Linked DNA regions of Drosophila melanogaster: region 1 is linked to region 2. Evidence: chromatin contacts called from public Hi-C data. All regions are on one chromosome and are shown on one strand. The core of a region is the stretch at or near the end of the contact, and the rest is flanking DNA. Distances in the headings are between cores, read along the strand shown. Region 1 holds the start of CG15185. Region 2 holds the start of CG15186.

Region 1 (7,113 bases), core at 4,231-6,730, 49 kb after region 2:
TTTAAAGTAAATGTCTAATTTAATATAATATAATATTTTATATTTATTATGTCTTATGTATGTTATGTATTATGTATGTTATGATTAGCGCATTCTAAGCAAGTTCTTGTTTGTTTTTTTTTTTTTTTTTACTTTTCAAGTTTTCAACCCACTGTCCCTTGTTACTGCAAGCTGGGTTGAGCCTGGTGATGGGTAGGAGGCTCTGGGCTGGCTTTGAGATGAGGTCGACTCGACCCGCTTGCTGGCCTTTTTGTGCGCATTCATCATTATTGTGGCCCTGTGCTTAAGTCGTGCCACCCGCCCAACGCCCTGCGCCCATCTATTACTTCGCCCTCGACAAGTGTGTCAGGTCCACATGACAGTCGGCGGTTGTTTCGTGGCGTACAAGTTCAAAATCAACTATTCTTGGCTGGGTATGCGGGCCACAACAGGATCGAGCACATTTTCCCAGCCACGGAGCTTTAATCGAACTGGATTCTAAGCGAATTTTCGTTCATTTTTGGTCCAAGTGCAGCTCAGGCCATGCAACAAATGGCTATAAGTAAACTAAACCCATGACCCCATTAAAAAATCAGAACAAAACTAGAGTAAATAAACCGAACAACTTTAGCTGGCCAACGAAAAAAGTTGGAAATAAACTACGAGCGAACTGCACTCAACTTGTAATGAAGTTTCAATATACAAATCAATAAGGACCCAGCGGCAGAGCTAGGACCACCTCCTTGAGTCCAGAATCTGCAGACTGCACACCGCCAGGAAAATTCGAGCAAAAACAAAATAACTTGAGCGCCGAAAGGCGGGCCGACAATCTGTGGGATGCATAGATGAGGCCCACTGCTGTTTGGGTCAGTTGCTAACTTTTCAGACGTCAAGTAGGAGGCGTGGAGAGACATGCCCATGGTCGGTGGTCGGCATCGGCAGGAAAAGTTAATGATGTCACTTCCACTTTTGCCCATTGCCCAGAGGCCGAAGACATCAGCCCAACCGTTTTCGATGCGAGCTGAGGCAGACCGAAGTGGAACGTGTGAAAAATACGAAACTATTAAACTATCGCTGGGCACACAGACTCAGCCACATAAGCCACAAGGAGCCACAAGGATAAGAGCACCATGATTGGAGGGATCATGTGATGGGATACAGAGAGAGAATCGTGGAAAACATTCTACGACTAAATTATCTTATAATTTTAAGTAATGTGTTTTAGATTTTATATCTAAATCATATAATATAAAACAAAGGAGTACAGTCAACTGCAGTTCCTCCTTACTTAGCTAGTTCCTTTTTTACAAAAAAAATCAATAAGTTTTAAGACATTTTAAAAATGTCATCAAACAGTTTTACAAAGAAGTTTTACAATTTTAGTTGGATTGGTGTTGTTGACGTTATATTAGTGATAGCTTTTGCTTTCAGATGCATTCTACTATTATGCATAAAAAAGATAAAAAAAAGGCTGACTTGTGCAGCTTGCAACGATGAACGTTAGTAAGAAAAAATTGACATAAAATCGCTGATTGCTTGTAAAAAAATACATTTGAGTTCCCTTAATTTCTTTATATATGTGCAAATATTCTTGGTAACTTCTTGACCCTTTGGGTGCCATTCTAATCTTAAATGAACATTTGGCTAATTGCAGGAGTTTAAATACAAAAACAATTACATCACTCAAACTGAAATGGGCGATGGCTAAAATGGCCGAGAAGAAACACCAATAATCGCGCAACACACTTAGCCAAATTTCAAGCAATTAAATCTTTAATTCGCGCTTAAAAGCTGTTTCACTCCCGGATTCCCTCTAGCAATTTCCCCCGTTTTCTGCGGGGGGTCCCTAACTAATTATAAAACGGATGCGCCACATTTTCCAACCCGAAACCCCCGCTTTTTTTTAGGTAGCGCTTTGTTTAAGGCCGCAAGTCCCAACCAGAAAAGGGACAGATAAATGCGACGGTCTGCTCCTAAAATAACAGTATTTTGCATAATTGTTGACCCAGAAAGTCCGAAAAGAAAGCAGCAACAAAACAGGGGAACTTGCTGCTGCTGCTGCTGCTGCAAAGAATGTAATTTCTTTTTCTTATTTTCCCCAGCATTTTCCCTCGGCGTCGCTGTGGGAACCGCCAGTGATTTGTAATTAGGAAACGGCCGCCAACTGTCGCCTTGGTTTTGGCCTGGCCAGGACGATGCCACGCCCCATTTGCACCGCAACGGAGGCGGTGGCATCAGCGGCAGCGGCTGGAGGCATTAGCGAACGTTAAATACCCAAGTGCCATCTGCTAAGGGGAAAAGCGGCTACATACAAAAAAAAAAAAAGTGACCGGGAAAATTAAATGAATGAAAAGTGCTAGAAGAAAAGTGTAAAGCAATGACGGCGACGCCTTTTCGCCATTTTCGCAGTTTGCGGCTTGGTGGGAAATGGGGAGAGAAAAGCGTATGGGGCTGGTGATGGTGGAAAACTGTGGCGAAGATTCCCAGCCATTTGTGTGCGTAGTTGGCGAAAGTTTATTAAACATTTAAATTCACTCATTTCTCGGTGGAACTGCTCCTTTCTTTTTCGGCTGGGGAAATGACCAAAAATTGAAATTATTTCATGTCCGGTGTCACCATTTTCGGCTACCGTTTTGGGTTCAACTTGGTTTGGTTCTGGGGTTCTTTTGCTGTAAAATTAATCCATTGATGCAGAACTTCTGAAACTTCATTTTCAACGGAAATTTATAAATTTTGGGCCAGCGGCCTTGGCCGGCCCTTGTTTACTCATGTCCTGCATGCTTCCGTTTTTCCACTTTTCCACTTTCTCTGCCTTTTCGGCCACCGGAAACGACCTTTTCTTTCTGCATAATTTCGGGAAATATGTTTGCAGCAGTTGGTAATGTTTCGGGTAAAGTTTGGGCCAATGATTTATGGTGGGAATTCGTTTTAAAACGGTTTAGTCGTCTTAGAAGCGTTTTAACACAAACGGGCTAATTTTATTGTTTTTATTTGTTTGATATAAATCAAAGCCAATATGAAAGCATGTTTATCTTTATTCCTAATACTTATATAAATTTATTAATATTCTGATATATTCCGCTTATATTTATCGTGCAAAAAGCTTCACCAATTGTTTGTCAGAAATGAAATTTAAATATTATTCCACTTGGTAAAAATGTTTCTATTAAAATATGGAGTATACTGTAATTCAAATGTGTTTTTTTTGTTGTAATTGATTAAATCTGGAAAAACATGATAAGATAAATGCCTAAAATTATATTCCTCTTAAAAATCCGTTGAAAAAATCTATGTTAAGCCCAAGAACACCTGAAGGGCACCGAAAGTACCTTGCAAAACTTTGGCAAATGACCAACAGCGCTGCGGTGCCGAAGGAATACATCCCGATGCGAATGCATCCTTTTCGGTAATAAAATCGCGTTTAGACATGGTCCTTTGCAATCACAAATCCTATTCAAACCGCTCGGCTTGGCTTTGATTCCGAAAGCCCCGAAAACTTTTCCGCCCCCAAATTGAAAGGAATCTTTGTAGTGCACAAGTGTGTGTGTGTGTGTGTGTGTGTGTGTGTACGGCTGCTCGAAGCAGAGGCTCTTTGGCATTAGCCACCATCCTGTGCTCCTTGATCCTGGCTCCTTTCAATGGCTCACCTTGTGAGAAGAGCATATACAATGGGTACACCCACACACGCACACACCACCCCACTTCGTCGCATTCAGACTCTCACTTATTAGAGGAAAAGCAGGTGAAACCCATCCTTAAGGCGGTGACGTTGCACTCGGAAGTCAGTCTGAATATGCAGCCCAGAAAATGGCAATAATGAAATCAAAATGTGAATGCCCTTTGCATTTCCTACTTACAGTTTGACCCTGTTACGAGCCAAGCAAAAGCAAAAGCTACAGATGAGCCTGGTCAGCCTGCAGGCACTTCCTTTGCCTGCCACGCCCCCCGTTGAATAAGCCCTCATTAGTCCCCCTTTCGAGAATTATGCGGCTTCGCAGCGTTGGCTGCTGCATTAAATTTGCATTCGAAAGCTGCGTTCGAAAGTTGAGACAAATCCTTGCCAGGCATTCGTTATGAGGATTCTTTTAGGGCCGCAGGTCAAAGCAAGTTTGGAGAAGCTTATTCAAATTATCAGATTTAGATACGAAGAACTCTCTCAAAATGGTAAACTAATATAAGCCAAGACTGTGTTAAATGGCAAAAAATAATCTTAAAGCAAATAGTTTCGTTAATAAAAATTTGATGCAATGATTGGGCTTTACAAACTTTTTTTAATCATATCCCCCTTCACTTGTTAATTTTTTTTGTGAACTCTACACAACCACTACTCTCCGCCTCGCACAAGAATCGGCAGTCTGCAAAGTATAGAGTTCTTCTTTTGACATTCCTATGGCGACTTGACCGCAGGATGTTTGTTACACTCGTATAACTTAAACCCCTCCAAGTACGAGAATGGCGCGAAGAAACGCCACATAACTCCATTAGGATTTTTAGGACAAGTTCGAGTCCCGCATATGTAATTAAAATATGTTCAAGGATCTCTGAATCTCTCAAGTAACGTTCAAGTAACTTACAGTAAATTAAATTTCACTGGAAAATAATCAATAAATGAAAATGAATGCTATAGTTCCAGAAGAACGAACTACATATATTTTGTTTCTATTACGTTTCCTAATATACATACATGCATGCCAACAGATTACGAACTTTATCCGTTTTATTAATGTTCTGGGCTACTATTATTGTAAATCTCTCGATGTTCCCCGTTTTAATTTATTTGCCAGACACAATGCGGTCGACAACAATTGCAGGACGTCGGCTGTCCTAATGGAAAATGGCCGGATCAAACCCTCAATCCTTTCAGTCACGTTTGTCCTTGTTGCCTCGCCTGGAATTAGACAACGAGTCGACCTTGACCCGACTGTTGACTCCATTGTCCACCCCGTTGGCTCGGATGGCTTAATTTTATATTTCCGTTGTAAATACACCCAAAACTGGTTCCATTCACATTCCGACACTAATGTTTTAACATTTCATTATTCGTTTTTCAAACACCAAGCTTAAAATATTTCTACCACTCAGATGATTGTTGCACTATTGCGTTAAATTGATGATTGTTAAATCTCATATTTGGTCAATTTGCTATTCATCACCTCTGCTTTTAAAATCGATTAAGCAGTGTTGTCATCTTATAAAATTGAGATGTGGAGAAAACTCTTAAGAAACTAGTTCTTTCGTAAACAATATGGCCGTGTTTATAACTTCGTGTAGCAGGCTTGTAAAAATGATAACAATCGCTGTTAAATTTCCAAGGAATCACATATTTAACAGTGTATGAAAAACGCAATATTTGTTTTTTCTAACTTTACAAATTAAATTATATAACTAATCCCCAATATCGCCATTCACCCAGAAAAATAGTTTTATCGATAAGTGGGTATCTCCATCCCTGGCTATAGCACGTTTCGGAAGAAAGTTTTTTTTTGACAATAAGATAATTAATACTATAAATAGCTTATACAATGGATACCCACATTGTTTGTGACCAAGTCTTTATTGCGCATGCTGAAGATGAATTGTTACTTATTTACGACAATGAAATTAATTTCGGGGAGGATCCTGCCCCAATCTATGATGACGTCTGGCAAAGCGAAGAGGACGTGACCCCAGAAGAGATTCTAGCCGACGTCAAAGACTACGGAGCTTTAGAGGAAGTAATGGACACTCCTATAATTTACGAAATCTCGGATAGCGAGAATGAAATGACTCCAGAAGAGAATTTAAACGAGGTCGTAGACCACGATTCGAGGAAAAAAAATGTCACTTACGATGTAGACGTTTCGGCCCTAATCCAGAATACCGAGCTCTTTCAACCAGAAAAACTTATGGTCTACATTCACGGTCCAAATTTCACGTTTCCAGATTCGGGATTCTTTGCAGAGCAGGGAGATAACTTGAATGCAAACAATGTAACCTACAAGACGATCGCGTCTGATACTATTAGCCATTCACCTGGAGAAGTGACCGATGTGACAGGCGTAATCTGTTATCACAGCCATGACTTCGTCTTCCAGGCATACTCGCCGCCATCGATCCCCAGCTTGCATGCCGACCATTGTCCTCGTCACTTCAAAACCTCACGAAACGTCTTCTGGGCCGAAATGGAGGAGGTGTCCTGCATCCTGCTGCATTCGGCGGCCGCCTATTTAGAGGCCCCCGCTTATGTGCACGACGACACGATTGCTTTTGTTGCCAAGGGTCTCGCCTTGGCCAAGGAATTCATGACCGATGGGGAAACTCCCCAGAGCAGACCGCAGAGCATCGGTCGCCTGGTGGCCGCCATTGTCATGGACAGGAAGTCGGCCGTTGTAATGGCATATGCCGTGAACCACTTCGTTCCTCAGACCATGACCGATGACAGCACAGGCGAGGTGTTAGGCATAATGCTCAATAACGTCATTCGCGGATTTGCCATCAACGACCACCTCCGTCGTATCATTATCAAAAAGACCTGCCCCGTTCTTTCCGTGGTGAACCAAATTCCAAACTAATAGTTCCCCGGCATCGCATCGAATCAATTTCATATTTTCATCATATCATCATGTGTGGCTAGTTTGAGCATTTGGGAAGGTAACACAAGAATAACCAGAAAACTGAATATAAGTGATAAAATAACGGTTGTCCTTGTAACTTTTAAGGTGTCTGTCAATTTTTTAAAATTAAAATATACAGGCTTTGTTTTAACATGTTGTTATCAGAAATGGGTTCCTATAATGAACACTATGTGATTATTTTTTATTAATCATATAAGGTTTTAAAGATAAGAAGAGAAAATCAAAAACTGTCCCGTCAGTGAATTTTGAAATGTTTTATTTTTAAGATGTATGGGAAAAAAACTAGTAATGATAAATAATTCTGTGGCTTAAAAAAAAAGGCATTTTAAGCTTAGATTTTCAGATAACTAAATGAATGCTTTAAAATGTGGTTTGCATATAAAAATTTTAACTATTTTGCACATTGCTGTATGTACCAGATGTATAATAAATCTTGCTTATGATTAAATAAATAAATAAATGAATAATTTTTTTTTAAATTTGTACTTACCATAAGTGTTGGACTTTTTTTTTCTTAAAC
Region 2 (7,374 bases), core at 1,126-3,625:
GTGTAAAAGTATTTTCCATTTTTTCTTGCTTCTCTCGCCATCCTGAAACAATGCATTTTATCTCGACCCTTACACATTTTATTTTTACTCTTTTCCATTCAGCTTTGACATAAGAACACACACACACATGGAACCAGAGGCTGAGACGCTTACTAATGGGGTGAACCAACTGTCTATAGCTGGTAGCCCTGTTTAACTGGTACAATCGGTAGTTATGATAAAAAAAAAGCAAGGTCTACCTCCACATAGCAATATATTTTAAAATAATCCGAAAGTTGACATGCAAATTCAAATAGTTCCCATGAAATGAAAGTTAGGGGATTTTGTTGTTAAGTGTAAGAATTAAATGGCTAGTCTTATCTGCTAACTGAAATATTAATCGAATTCAAAATAATTCTGGCCAGTTGTAACATCTAATGCAGAGCGAACCCTAGGCTAATATTACCCCTTTAGTGCAACCCTAAACATGTCTTATAGGCATTTCCCGGCACCTTGGGGTTAGAAAGCAAGCCAGTATGCATGTCTAGGCTGGATACGATACCACAACTAAATACTTAATTTTCCTCTTTGCCGTTGCCTTTGATTCTTTTAATTTTCCATAGCATAAGGCACGTTGGATGGGGCCACCAATACAGACGTATGCTTTGTCTGGCAGTACTTACGGCCTACGCACGCACACAAGCGCATCGCGGAGGAGTGGGGGGGTGGAAATGGGGCGGGACGTGGCAGGCGGGGTGTCTGGACGCCTGGAAGACAGCTGTTCGGAGCTATGGGTTCGATGCGACTGCAGAATAAGTCGGTCTTTCAACGCCAGCGGACGTTGTTTGTGCTTTGTTTCCATCCCCCAGGTCATATATTACTCATACGCCGCGTGGCGCGATCAGGCGATGCGGAAGTGAAATTGTTTTGTGATTGAAATGTAAATAAGCAGGGCCTGCCAAAACAAATATCGTGTTTATCATTGAAAATATGTGAAAGTGCAGACCACTGATTGACGCAGGCATCGGCGAATGCAGTGCACCCGTGACGTCTCTTTTAATAAATCAGTTTGGAGCATTTATTATTCGTTGAAAATGCGATTTTACCAATTTCACTGAAATTTCAATTTGAAACAAAACTCTCGAACGAAACATTTAATGGTCTTTCGCTGCCCGGTCCGTGTTCGTAAACATTTCGTTTTGGGTTACTAGAAAAAAAAACATAGTATTTCAAAAGTAAATAGAAGGAAAGAAGCAAGACATATTGAACTGTTGACAAGCTGCCATTATTTGCACACTGGTTCAGATCGCATGGAATATGTATTGAAAAATATATATGATAGCCTCTAGCTTAGAAAAACAGTTTTAAAACTATAATTCATCTGCAGAAAAATCACAAGTTGTAGCCTATGGATAACCTTCAGAAAGCCGATCGCCGACCTCTTCTTTGAAACCAAAACTCTTTGTGTATTGACCGGTTCGATTGTTTAGTCAGATGTTTTAAATAAATTACACATGCTACTGGGTAAACAAACATTCGGCATTGGAACAACTCAAGCAATTAGACATTAAAGACCATCGGAAATCGTTTTGAATTTCTCAAATTAACTGAGCGATAAAACATTTTCATTTCTTCAGACTATCCACCCCATTAAAATGCAGCTGAATGTTTTCAAAATGCTTAAATTCTTGTTTGACACATTTTGACATAATATTTCAAAAGCGAGACATTTTCAGTGCCTAATGAATGATTTATCGAGTGGGCTCCGTTCCGAAATTCGGAAATATTTATTTGGCATAATAGGACTAGTTGTCTGGCCGACTGCCGACTTTACAAACAGTATGGCTCTTGGGTCCTGGGCCAGTGCAACTTGTAGGTGTTCTATTCAGATTTTCTCCGAATTTCACTCGATTTCCATTTGCCCAATGCTAATGTAGAAATCGCAGAATGCCCCCGAAGGGCAGCCAGGTAATATTTATCTCCAGGCCGCCCCCAATGAGCTCACATTTAATACGTGGTCGGAGGTAAACACGCACACGAATCGTATCTGCCGACATGTCTAATACGAAATTGGCCAGAAGCGGCCAACCATTTCAGTTTCCCTCTGTTCCTATCGTAACACTAGTACGGCCGGACTTGTATAAAATAAACAGGCGATGGTACAATAAATTGAGGCAAATATATTAGTGTGTGTGCCCGGGCAACAAAAGTACAAGAAAATACAAATATCGAACACAATGGAAACAATAATGTGCGAAACGATTGGAAATGCGCCACACTCGCTGACGCTGTCTCCACCGACTTGGCCCTCTCTGTCTCGCTGTCTCTCCGTCTATATCTCTATATCTCTGGCACAGTCCGGTCAGCGTCCGATTCTCAGTCAGAAGCAGCCGGCTAGCCGGAGGGCCAACAACAAGTCGCAGGCGCGAAAAGCAATCGATTGGAATTATCGAACTATCGAAATAATCGCTTCGATTTTGAGATCTTAAAGGGGATCATTTTTCTAGTTGGTGGGAGTAGCCACAGTTACCTTGAAAACTAAAGTCTAAGGAGTGATCGCACAGCTATCATAAAGTTCAAACCTTTCCTCAACCAAATATTATTTAATTGTTGTATAAGATAGTGAGAGTTTCAAGTGTGTGCTATAAAACGCATTTTAAAAGAATTCCACATTTTATCGGAATCTTTTATAATTTATCAACAATGAAATTGGTGCCTCGTCGATAAGCGCAAAAATAACCAATGCCTTATCTATTCTGTGCTAATTCAAAGTGTGTTAATCAAAATCCCAAAATATCGAAACCACTATAGCCACTATAAATATTTCTTTTATTTTGTGTTCCAGCAGTACTGCAGCCAATGTGTTAATTCTTCGAAAGTGCCTTAAAGTGCAATGTGCTAATTATGTCACACGGGGCGTATGCGTGCTGTTGAAAGCCAATAGCAAGTGAGAGCCAAAGTAAAAGGCGCAAACGAGTAACGGAAAATCGAATAGACGAAGATGGTGGCGAAGGAAAAGGCCTAAACGACCATTCAATACTTGTTGAATTATTAGCTGAGTGTGTGTGAGTGCGATTGTGGAAGCAAACAACAAATGTCAACTGCCATTGCCCCGAGAGTGTAAAACGAAATATGTGAAAGATACAAGCCCAGTCGCAGGGGAATCGGTATCCGGGGACAAACGAAAATGAAGTGTCAGCGTTCTGGGATGAAATTATCAATTGGGCAAGCTGCTGTTGAAATGTGATTTATCCACCTGCCGCCGGTGCGATGTTCTCCGAGTGTTAGCCGTGTGTGCCACACGGATGTGTGCGTGTAGACAACAAAGGGAAATAATGTCATGCATTGGCTCGACGGCATTTCTTTGGATGACAATTTAATTAGCGGACGCGCCAGCGGCAGCAACGGCGACAACAGCGACGGCAATCAGCGGAAATCAACGCAGTCGAGCTCATCGCCCACCAAAGCAAGTAGGTTGCACCTATGTACTATATTCCGACCACAGTGCCACACACCACCAGTAGCAACCCATCACCACAGTATGTACACCCCACGGCCCACGAGCTTTAATTTGCTGCCGTGAGCCACCCGAGCGTGTTTATTTGGCTTAGAGCGAGAGGCAATCGCAAACTATCCATGTAATCCACATCCCCAAGGAGTGCCAGTTGCAAATTGGTTACCCCGAAGTTTTCGATTGCCAGTTGGTAGGGAGTCCCCAAATCAAAATATATTGGAATGCACCATGCGGAACATTCGAAACGTCCTTCTGGTGGAACTCATAAAAAACCAAAACAATCATTATTTAATATATATGAGTGTTTAGCCAGAGGGGAATCATTATTATGAGACATTCAGCTAAATAAAACAATGAAAATTAATGTTTAAATGATAATGTCTAACTGGTCTTAATCGGCCAACAGGATTATTCAGCCGTAGCATTTTTTTTATGGTTATTAAAAATCTTTTTATGATTGACCACTGATTATTAGGTATTTTTAAGAATCATACCGATTTCATAAATTATTTTTGGAATTTATTATGCTCTTAAATAAGACAGACAAATTCAAAGACTTCGCATCCATTAGTTTAAATTGTACGAATAATGTAATGAACATAACTCAATTGGGAAAATATAAAATTCAGAAATAATTGGAGTCGAATTATTCAACGTTTTATTTTTTCAATTGTTTTTTCTTTGTTTTGTACCAAGGAATTTATTGGGCAAATAAATGTATTGCTAAAAAAAAAAAAACATGCAGGAGCAAAGCGTTGCAAGAAAAATGCGAACGTATTTATAGGTCAATCGAGAAGCGCACTATCGGAAAATAAATTCCAATTAGGCCGTAAAATATACTTGAAAACGATTTTACCCAATTACCCGATTTACTCAACCGCCAATCATCAGCGGGATTCCAGCCAAATTCGTCTTTCGTGAAAATGAGGTTCAAGCAAGCAGGGAGGCGGGGAAAATGGATTGTATTCAATTTTAATTGGCCAGCAAATTATTCCAGCTGAAGCCCCCCGACTGTGTGTTTATCCGCGTATTGCTCATAATTGAGATTCAATTATTAAAAACATATTCATCATTTAGTCCGAGCAATTAGCAATGAATGAAAGGCAAATAGAAGAATCGTTTGTACATTATTCCGTTTCGACTTTACGCGTATGTGGCTCATGGAACTTGTTTGTGGGTGTTTTTTTTCTTCAAAATTATATCCCATGAATCAATGCGGGTGCTATGTAAACGATTCCCATGCAAACTTGTGTCGGCAATTAAAACGGTCTCGCTTCCGTTACCTTGATCGTTCATCGATCATCCGCCACGAATCGAGTTTTCCGCCCAGTGTTTACCCAGTTTTCCAAAAGCCTTCAATTAGCCCAGCCGGATCGTGTGGAACCAATTCGAATTGCTTGACGCATTGATTTTATTTTGAAATTAATTCGCAGCAACAACAAATCGAAAAGTGTTGGGCGCTGTAAATCTCAGCAAAGACGGCAAATTGCTCACATATGGTAATTTAATTTGTAATTTATTGTTTACAAATTCCTCTTGCTTTCATTTCGTTTCGTTTTGTATCGCAGCGTCTCTTTGCGACGTCCGAGCATTGCAACTTGTGGCATGTTGGTAAAAATAGAACCGACTCTCTCACCTTTTTGGAACGACTGCGGATGACCCAGTAAATCCACACAGCAGCATCTTTGTCACCACAAGAGTCTAAAACATTTAAATCGGAGCAACGATTCGGACAGATTTATAGAAACAAATTCTTATGCGATAATGAACAAACAGAAAAACATTTTAATAAACTTACCACATTCCATTTTATGAAATATCAAGTTACTTATTTAACTAAAAAGTCTTTTAAGATTGTCTTTAGGTCGATTTATGAATTTTAATACATTAAGCTTGATGGATAATAAGCTTGGAAACGAAAAGTTAATAAAATCGAATTCTAAAAATTGTTTAAACAAAGATTTAATACCGACTAGGCCTTGGCATATGTTAGTCTACATTTGATATTTTAATGTTACAAAAAACGCTTGAGTTTCTACCCGAAAATATGTATATAATATATAAGTCTTGGGATTTTACTGTTTATATCGCTTAGTATTTGAAGGCTCCAACAGGTCATTAAAATATGTTTATTTATTGATTTCACGTAAGTCTATGAGACTGAATGAGGTGCGCGCAAAGACCAATAAAATTAAAACACAATGGCCCATAAAAATAAATCTCTGTCTCTCCAGTTTCATTCGCACTAGCGAGCTAAAAAAATTCATATGTCGGCTAATATAAACTTTAACTGCTGCGGTGGGTCACACATCACAACTTGCACCCCAATGAGTGCAGGCATTATGTGTGTTTATGAAATCATTCCTAGTGGGTCAGTCGACAGATCCTCCGTCTGTTTGTCTGGCGTCGAGAGTGAGCCACACACATCCGTACTTTTGTATCGACGGGAGGCACACTGCCCCATAATAGATCCATAAACTGCAACAGGCGGCGGCAGAAATAGACAGAAACTTGTTCATTTTGCTTATTTGTCAGAGCGTTTGCTTGTGCATTTTGTTTACTCGCCCCCGGCTCACGCATCATTTCTTTTCTCTCTCTGTATCTCGGCGTATTCCCCTATTTTTTTTACATTTTTCTATTCTTTTTGGAGTTGTCTAGCCGGCACAGTGCCGATCAATAGTATGCTGCCAGGGATGCGAGCATTTGGTTAAAATTAATTTTGCGACAAATAAAATGGTTCGCATTAAAATAAATTCCATTGTATGTATTGTAGATAGCACACACTGTGCTGATGCTAGAAATGTGACAATGATTATAATTGTTTAAATCGTGACAATATTATGAGACATATTTATTATATAGATATAATTATAAAAAATTGAATTGTATTGTAAATTTTCAGTTTAATTCTCTAAAACGTTGTTTTTGACAGATGTAAGAAATTTATTCTCAATATGTTCCCTGCATATACATGTTTCAAAAAACCAACCGTTCGCCCGAAATTAAATTTAAATGGCATTTCATCTGCAAAAATCTTGTTAAGCACCAAGGAATTTTTGTAAACACAATCAATCCAATAGTTGTATATCAAATTCGTGAAAAGCAATCCATTCTTATGGCCAGTGAATATATTTACAAGACCCACTGTCGGCAGACGGTTTAGCAGCTCACGCACATTCTGGCAGTTTATTGGCATGCCAGCATGCCGTATGCTGGCCCGCTCGAATGCACCGCCCCCTGTTCCCGTTAGCCGCCCCGTGCCCCAACCGCACGCACACATAGGAAGAACAACAAATAAACTGAGGCTACGCAAAATATTTAACACGAAAAGGCAGAATATACAAAATTCAATGGTGGAGCCAAGTGGTTGCAGTTCCCAGTCGCGTGCCTCGCCGGCCACATCGTATCTGAATCTGAATCTGAATCCGTCCGAAAGAAGAAAGTATCTTTTATCCATAGCCGTGCATACCTCGTCGTCACCCCCACGAACGCGTTTATATGTATATGTATGCATCTTTCCGGCAATTCACGTACGAATATACGAATGTGTTCAAAAGTGCACCTATAAAATCACCTGGCTATCATGTTTAATGTGCTCAAGTGGCCGAAATGAGTTTATACATATCGAATTGATAAATATTTAAAAGTGCAGCTGGTTAATTGTGAATTGTTGGCGTTCATAAATTTTCCCCCAAAATAGCGTTTATAAGAACTTGCACAAATATTTATGAGTTCTTACTACGATACTGAGTAAGTTTATAAACGAGATCAACTCACTGCCTTCTTTTGTTTATTCGAATTGTATATTTTGGCGAAAGATATAAGATTTGCGGAATTCTCAGATTCAATCATAACTTGCGAGTTTGTTTTCTTTCAATTGG

Evidence for each region. Hi-C and Micro-C count contacts between places; a contact is called where the count stands out from the background.
Region 1: a Hi-C map of the Kc167 cell line shows a contact between it and region 2, with 1.6 times the contacts expected there. A contact is called at or near these places in 33 of 107 Hi-C or Micro-C datasets (the Clone 8 cell line, the D17-c3 cell line, the Kc167 cell line and 12 more).

The regions. Positions count from the first base shown.
Region 1 is chr3R:6,522,028-6,529,140 of dm6, forward strand. CG15185 reads left to right here and starts at 5,481. Exons shown (of 1, transcript NM_141403.2): 1 at 5,481-6,647. The coding sequence starts at 5,502. The coding sequence ends at 6,530.
Region 2 is chr3R:6,475,936-6,483,309 of dm6, forward strand. CG15186 reads left to right here and starts at 2,376. Exons shown (of 8, transcript NM_001300271.1): 1 at 2,376-2,489; 2 at 2,828-3,449.